Linked DNA regions of Oryctolagus cuniculus: region 1 is linked to region 2. The links are chromatin contacts, called in public Hi-C maps. All regions are on one chromosome and are shown on one strand. The core of a region is the stretch at or near the end of the contact, and the rest is flanking DNA. Distances in the headings are between cores, read along the strand shown.

The links. A called contact is a pair of places that touch in the nucleus more often than the background predicts.
Region 1: a contact with region 2 is called in a Hi-C map of liver, with 5 times the contacts expected there. The contact joins two enhancer-like sites. A contact is called at or near these places in 3 of 6 Hi-C or Micro-C datasets (ear pinna, liver and an unstated tissue).

What each region holds. Positions count from the first base shown.
Region 1 is chr10:76,301,561-76,305,605 of mOryCun1.1, forward strand. The region is part of intron 3 of GXYLT2 (glucoside xylosyltransferase 2); the gene reads right to left. Among named protein-coding and RNA genes, the nearest start is that of PPP4R2, 56 kb to the left of the region's middle. Within about 2 kb of position 1,916, at least 2 of the 8 cell types and tissues checked have an H3K27ac peak or open chromatin away from gene starts, as enhancers often do.
Region 2 is chr10:76,177,929-76,181,782 of mOryCun1.1, forward strand. No RefSeq gene overlaps it. Among named protein-coding and RNA genes, the nearest start is that of PPP4R2, 68 kb to the right of the region's middle. Within about 2 kb of position 2,508, at least 1 of the 8 cell types and tissues checked has an H3K27ac peak or open chromatin away from gene starts, as enhancers often do.

The DNA of each region.
Region 1 (4,045 bases), core at 666-3,165, 120 kb after region 2:
AACAGATGGAAGATTCTCTGTCACTCTCTCTTTTCTCTCTCCCTCTGCCTTTGAGATAAATAAATATTTAAAAATGTTAAGAATAGGCCGGCACCACGGCTCACTAGGCTAATCCTCTGCCTTGCAGCGCTGGCACACCGGGTTCTAGTCCCGGTCGGGGCGCCGGATTCTGTCCCGCTTGCCCCTCTTCCAGGCCAGCTCTCTGCTGTGGCCAGGGAGTGCAGAGGAAGATGGCCCAAGTACTTGGGCCCTGCGCCCCATGGGAGACCAGGAGAAACACCTGGCTCCTGCCATCGGATCAGCGCAGTGCGCCAGCTGCGGCGGCCATTGGAGGGTGAACCAACGGCAAAGGAAGACCTTTCTCTCTCTCTCTCTCTCTCACTGTCCAATCTGCCTGTCAAAATAATTAAAAAAAAATTGTTAAGAATATAAATCTTCATCATCTAGATTGGCCCAATTCTAGAACCCTGGGCTACATTTGATAGAAATAAAACTTTTTTTTTAAGATTTATTTATTTCTGCCAGCGCCGCGGCTCACTAGGCTAATCCTCTGCCTTGCAGCGCCGGCACACCGGGTTCTAGTCCCGGTCGGGGCGCCAGATTCTGTCCTGGTTGCCCCTCTTCCAGGCCAGCTCTCTGCTATGGCCAGGGAGTGCAGTGGAGGATGGCCCAAGTCCTTGGGCCCTGCACCCCATGGGAGACCAGGAGAAGTACCTGGCTCCTGCCATCGGATCAGTGCGGTGCGCCAGCCGTGGCGGCCATTGGAGGGTGAACCAACGGCAAAGGAAGACCTTTCTCTCTGTCTCTCTCTCTCACTATCCACTCTGCCTGTCAAAAAAAAAAAAAAAAAAAAGATTTATTTATTTCAAAGTCAGAGCTACAGAGAGGCAGAAGCAGAGGTCTTCCATCCGATGGTTCACTCCCCAGATGGGTCCAACGGCTGCAGCTGCGCCGATCCGAAGCCAGGAGTCAGGAGCTTCTGTGTTTTTTTTTTTTGTTTTTTTTTTGACAGGCAGAGTGGACAGTGAGAGAGAGAGACAGAGAGAAAGGTCTTCCTTTTGCCGTTGGTTCACCCTCCAATGGCCGCCGCGGCCGGCGAGCTGCGCTGATCCGATGGCAGGAGCCAGGAGCCAGGTGCTTTTCCTGGTCTCCCATGGGGTGCAGGGCCCAAGCACCTGGGCCATCCTCCACTGCACTCCCTGGCCACAGCAGAGAGCTGGACTGGAAGCAGGGGCAACCGGGACAGAATCCGGTGCCCCAACCGGGACTAGAACCCGGTGTGCCGGCGCCGCAAGGCGGAGGATTAGCCTAGTGAGCCGCGGGGCCGGCTTGGAGTCAGGAGCTTCTTTCAGGTCTCTCATGCAGGTGCAGGGGCCCAAGCACTTGGGCTATTTTCCACTGCTTTCCCAGGCCATAGCAGAGAGCTGGATTGGAAGTGGAGCAGCCAGATCTCGAACCAGTGCCCACATGGAATGCTGGCACTGCAGGTGGCAGCTTTACCCACTACGCCACAGCACTAGCCCCAGAAATAAAACTTTTAAAGAGCTAAAAACATCAGCCAGTTGCTATGGCCCTTGCTCCTTCTTCTTCCATCCTCCAAATTAAGTCACCTATCTCCCTTATTTTTACCTTGGAACAGCCAGGTCTGGCATTTCAAAGCCTGAAACAGACAATCTCTACACCAGGTCCTGCCCAGCTCTGAGGGTTGGTCCTGTCTGTCCCTGGATCCATGCTGATGGGTATGACACTCCATCTTTTGAAGTTATCTTTTTAGTCAGAATTTGGACTTGGGAATAAGCAAAGCAAGTCACTGGCCGCTTTGGGTAGAGAACAGGGATTGGCAGACTTCTCCCTCTCAAGAGCCAGAGAGTAAATATTTTGGGCTCTGTTTCAACTGCTCAAGTCTGCTGCTGGAGCATGCTAGCATGCCTGGACAAGCCTGAACAAATGGGAGAGGCTGCGAGCCAATGAAACTTCACTTAGGGACACTGACATTTGAGATGACACAAAAAAATCTTTGTGGGATTTTTTTCAGCCCTTCGAAAGGTAAAGGCCATTCTTACTCACTGGCTGTGGTCTGCTGATCATTCAAGCCAGCCACCTTAGGTAAACAAGGTCTCAGGAGCTAACTGCTGAGCAGATCAGAGCTTTGCCCTGGAGCTACAGGCATCAAAGCCTTAGCTAGGACTAGTGCCACTCGCCTTGCTCTGCCTTTGTCCCCCAGGCTGAGTCTTCCTGGATTTCCGGGCCCAGCCTCTTCCCAACACCACAGCAATACTTCTTGTGGATCGAATGCTTGTGTCCCTGCAACCCCCAAATTCCTATACAGAAGCCTTCGCCCCTAAGGTGATGGCATTTGGAGATGGGGGAATAATCAGGTTAGGTTGAGGTCAGGAGGGCGGAGCCCTCCCTTTGGAGATAGTGTGAGGAGTCAGATGGGTTAATAGATAGTCAGGGTGGTCCCAATGGAATTTGGAATATAAAATATTTGTTACCTTCCCCAAAATCTTATCTTTAGTAAGAACAAACAGGCTGCCCTCCTTCCTTTGGAATCTCCAAATTTACCATGAGAATAGTAAGGAAGCTCCTCCTGAGCCCACAGCTTATTGTGAAAACAAGTTATCAACTCTACCCTTAGCAGGCCAGACAGGATGGAGAATTGTAAATCAGGTTTTTTGATGGTTTTTGTCCCCGCCTGGTAACTGAATGCCAATCTAATTGTCAAGTTTGTACTTAAAGTTAGTACTGCCACCATCCCCTTTGGGTTTTCCTCTCTTGGAAGCCCCCGTCCCGCGCTGCTCTGGCTGGAGGTCTTTGATTCTAACAAATACTCTGAAATCCCTTTGCTGTCCGCTTGGACATTCTTCTTCCATGTGAGACAAAGAACCGAGGTAACAAGAATTTCTCTGCCACCCTTTAAGAATAGAGTCCTTGCAAGTTGGGACACCAACACAGAGTGTCTTCTGTTTGCCTCTGCCGAGCGAGGACACAACAGGGAGGAAGCAGTCTGCAAGCCACCAAGAGACATTCACCCAACCTGGCTGGCATGCTGATCTCAGCCCTGCAGCCTCCAGAGTGGAAGGAACATACACATCTGTGGTTTAAGCAATCAGTCTATTGTACTTTTTATTTTTTCCATTTGAGAGGCAGAGAGCTAGACAGAGGAAGCTCCCACTTGCTATTTCATTACCTAAATGCCCACACATGGGCAGAGCTGGGCTGCAGCTGAAGCCAGAAGCTGGGGACACAAGCCAGGTATCCCTCCCACGTGATGGGCAGAAACCTGATGAGTCATCACCACCGCCTCCCAGGGTCTGCACTGGCAGGAAGTCAGAGTCAGGAGCCAGAGTTGGGAGTCAAACCTGTTATATATTAATGTTAGCCGTCGTAAAACACACCGGACACCGGAGTAAGGGAAAGGGTTTATTGGGGAACACCCTACAGACCGGAGTGAAGGGGCAGCGAAGGAAAAAGAGAGAAAGAGAATATAAGAGAGAAACAGAGAGGAGAGGAGCTAGCAAGGAGAGAAGATAGAGCAGAGAAGAAGAGAGAGGAGAACTAAGAGAGAAGAACCAAGAGAGCACGTGTTCAGGAACAGGCCCTTTTAAAACTTTGCCTGAGGGCGGGCAGGGAAGCAGGGGCAGTGAATCCCATTAGGATGGGGGTGGAGCCTAGCTCAGGTAGCTGGGCCATGCGGCCACCTGGCTAAAACTACACCAGTTTCCTAACAAAACCCAGGAACTGCAAATATGAGACATGGGTCTCTTAGCCACTCAACACCCATTTCTGCTGCATTCTATTACTGGAACCCAAGCACACTGAGACAACACTCCATTGGGATCCCCAGCATTTAACACTGAGCAGGGGTCAGATGTGACACAGGTATCCCAGGGATTTCAGACTACAGCAGTTTCAGTGCCTACATGAATAGCCACAGGATTTACCTTTCTCTCCCCATCAACTAGAGGAATGGATTTTATAAGCCAGGAAAACCAAACTGAAAACAGTGATCATCTACTGCTCATAAAGATTATATTGGGGCCGG
Region 2 (3,854 bases), core at 1,258-3,757:
TCTCTCTCTGTAACTCTTTCAAGTAAATAAATAAATCTTTTTTTTTAAGTAGTCTAATTAAAAAATGGAGCAGTGAGGACGCCTAGCTCCAGCTTCCTGCTAGTGTGGACCCTGGGAGGCAGAGATGCACCATGCATCCAGCGATCTGTTCACGCCACCCCCTCGGGAGACCTTGACTGAGGTCCTGTCCCCCCCCCCCCCCAGTTCTGCCCTGGGAAATTGCAGGCCTTCGGAGAGCGAACCAGTAGATGAGAGTTCTCTCTCCCCCTCACCTTTTCTAATTTTAAAAATTGAAGATATCATGATCTCACTTGTTCATAGACTTATTCAGCAATGCCCCAGGCTCCTGGGCAGGGATGAAGGATGGGAGTCATAGGGAATGAGACTGCACACTCCTAAATATACATATTCAAAACAGTCTGCTATCGGCTCTGGGGCAACGGGAAACAACTTAGCTCTATCACTCAGAAACCATTTCTGGTTCCTAGTGAAACACATGTGTATGAGAAAGACAGAGGGAGATGCAAGTATTAGAACCCACTTAGGACACAAGCACACCTGCAGAGGTGGTCAGGCCCCTGGTGAGAGGCAGGCGACACGACAGCCAGCACCCACTCTCTATTTGAAAGTCAGAGTGACAGAGAAACAGAGAGAGCAACAGCCAGGGCTGGGTCAGGCCACAGCCAGGAGCCATGTGCCAGGAATTCCGTACTTGTCTCCCACGTGGATGGCAGGTGCCCAAGCACTTGGGCCATCCTCTGTGGCTTTCCCGGGCACATTAGCAGGGAGTTGGATCAGAAGTGGGGCAGCTGCTCCGATGTAGGATGCTGGTGTCAGGGGTGGCGATGTAACCTGCTGTGCCACCATGGCCCCTCTGTTTTCATCTATCTTGCTAACAGCTGGATCCCCGGGGCAGGTGCATCTCCAGGGCTGAACTTGTGGGCAGATCTCTGCCTGCATTGGCTGTGGGCTCTGGGTGAGGGACCTGGCTCATCTTAGAAAGCTGGCTGGGTGTCTCCACTCCTATGGTTCGCTGTCGCTACGAGGGCTGCTGGCTCCAGTTGCCCTCATTCTGCTTGAGGGGCGTGCCTTGCAGGTGCACCAGACCACAGCAGCTCACAGTCACTGCACTCACGGATCCCACATTGACACCCAATATCAGCACATCCTTGCCCAAATCCTGGAAGCAGCAGCCAGGAGCAAAAGCCAACACTGGTGGAGCCCATCTTGGCCGCTGAGGGAAGGACAGCAACTCTGAGAGTTGTGCAGAACCAAAGAAAGGAAAACACCTCCAAGAGGAAGCTGTGGTCTGGTTGCTGCATGGTTCCCCATTACAAGCCAGAGTGCAAAATCCCGCAGAGATGCAAATGTCAAGCTGAGACACTTGTGACTGGTCCACGCATTGCACAAATGTCACTAAGGCACATGTCTATTTTAACAGCGGCTTCGTTTCATCCGAAATAATGGTGTATCTTACTGGCTCACATGGCTTAATATACAGCTCATGGTTTGTCTGCCAGGTAACGGCCCCTTCTCCCCTCCAACACACCCTGGGAACAAGGATGTCTGTAGCATACATCACTGGGAAACACTGAAGTGTTCAGTGGTTGGTGTTGGTGGGGGACCAGGGATGGCAAGGGCACATCCCAGTGTCATGCTGAGCCAATGAGGTCGCTTAAGGGGGGCTGGGAGCTGTCAACATGACCAGGGCAGCTCTTAAGGCACCTATTTGGAATTATCATAAAAATAAAAGGGGGCTGACGCCGCGGTTCAATAGGCTAATCCTCCACCTGCGGCGGAGTTCTAGTCCCGGTTGGGGCGCCGGATTCTGTCCCAGTTGCCCCTCTTCCAGGCCAGCTCTCTGCTGTGGCCTGGGAATGCAGTGGAGGATGGTCAAAGTGCTTGGGCCCTGCACCCCATGGGAGACCAGAAGCACCTGGCTCCTGGTTTCGGATCAGCACGGTGCGCCGGCCACAATGGCAACATTGGAGGGTGAACCAACGGCAAAAGGAAGACCTGTCTCTCTCACTGTCCACTCTGCCTGTCAAAAAATAAATAAATAAAAGGGAAGGGACCGGCGCTGTGGCGTGGCAAGTGAAGTCACTGCCTGCAGTGCCGGCATCCCATATGGGTGCTGGTTTGAGTCCTGGCTGCTCCACTTACTCCAATCCAGCTCTCTGCTGTAGTCTGGGAATGCAGTAGAAGACGGCCCAAATCCTTAGGCCCCTGCACCCCCATGGGAGACCCAGAAGTTCCTGGCTCCTGGCTTTGGATAGGCTCAGCTCCAGCCATTGCGGCCAACTGGGGAGTAAACCAGCTCACGCTCTCTGCCTCTCGTTCTCTGTGTGGCTCTGATTCTCAAATAAATACATTTTTAAAAGGGGGGGAGGGGAAAAGGGCAAGTGTGCATCTCAATGTATACTGTGTGCATTCGCTATGGTAACAAGGAGGCGGGGAGGAGCAGGTGTCTCTGACTCAGTACAAGAGGTTGCTGGGAGATGCTGCCTGCCAGACACCCCTGATCTGCCACACCCTCCTCCTAATGACTAATCCTCATGGCAGCTCTGGGAGGGAGCTACCTGGTTTACCCAAGCAGAAATCAGTCAACAAACGGCAGAGCTAGGACTCAAACCCCAGAGATCTTGCCTCCAAAATCCTTGCTCTGGAGCACGATGCCTCACTGGCTTGGGGCAGGGGAATAGGGTGGCTGTGTGACAGGGATTTAGAAGAACAGGTAGGTATCTACAATTTTGTTTTATCTGAATTTTTTGTTGGGTATAAATTTAATGTTAAAAATAAGGCATATGTTCAAAGTATCTAGCTGGACAAATTCATTGAGAAAGACTGGGTTAAGGAGAGACAGTTCAGTATACACAGGAGCAAACCAGCAGGTGCACTGCTCCCAGCTCCAGAAAGCAGAAGCAAAGAAAGCTTTCTGGGATGACACGGCCCTGTCCCTGTGGCAAAGTCAGCACGAGAGCAGAAAGGCTGAGGAATCTGGAGTAGATTGTGCTCCCACTTGCTTCTGGCTGTGACTACAAGCCACTCAAGGGGCTGGCCTAACCTAGAGATGAGCCAACACTGGAGCCATATGGGCACCAGCTCTAGTCCTGGCAGCTCTCTGCTATGGCCTGGGAAAGCAGAAGATGGTCTAAGTGCTTGGGCCTCTGAACCCGAGTGAGAGAAGCACCTGGCTCCTAACTTCGGATCAGCGCAGCTCCGGCCGCTGTGGCCATTTGGGGAGTGACCCAATGGAAGCAAGACCTTTCTGTCTCTCCCTGTCACTGTAACTCTAGCTCTCAAATCAAAACAAAAAACAAAACACTGGAGCCTGCAGACTGGTACAGATTATTTCCCATTTTCAAACAATGTGTTGTCTTCCTTTGGGAAGAAAGGCCCTGAGAGTTTATCAATAAGCCCGAAGACAACAAATTCTGTGGATAGATTTTAAACTGAGGAAGTCTTGCTGGGGCAGGCACTAAGTGTAGCAGTAAAGACACATGGTAACAGATGCTGAAGCCCACATCAGAACGCCTGGCTAATACTCAGCTCTGACCCCGTCACTCCCGCGTAACCTGGGCTGCATTTTGGCAGGTTTCTCTTCTGGTACCGGTCTTTGAGACTGAATGAACTAGTGGATGGGAGCTAGCACTCTCACAAAAAACAAAAAACCTGCTCCTCAACTGCTAGAAGGGAATGTTCTTCCCATCAGAAAAGTAGCTGGGGCCGGTATTGTGGTGCAGAGGGTTATGCCAGTCTGCAACGCCAGCATCCATATCAGAGCATGGTTTCCAGTCCCTGCTGCTCTGCTTCCCACCCAGCTCCCTGCTAATGCACCAGGGAAAGCTGCTGGA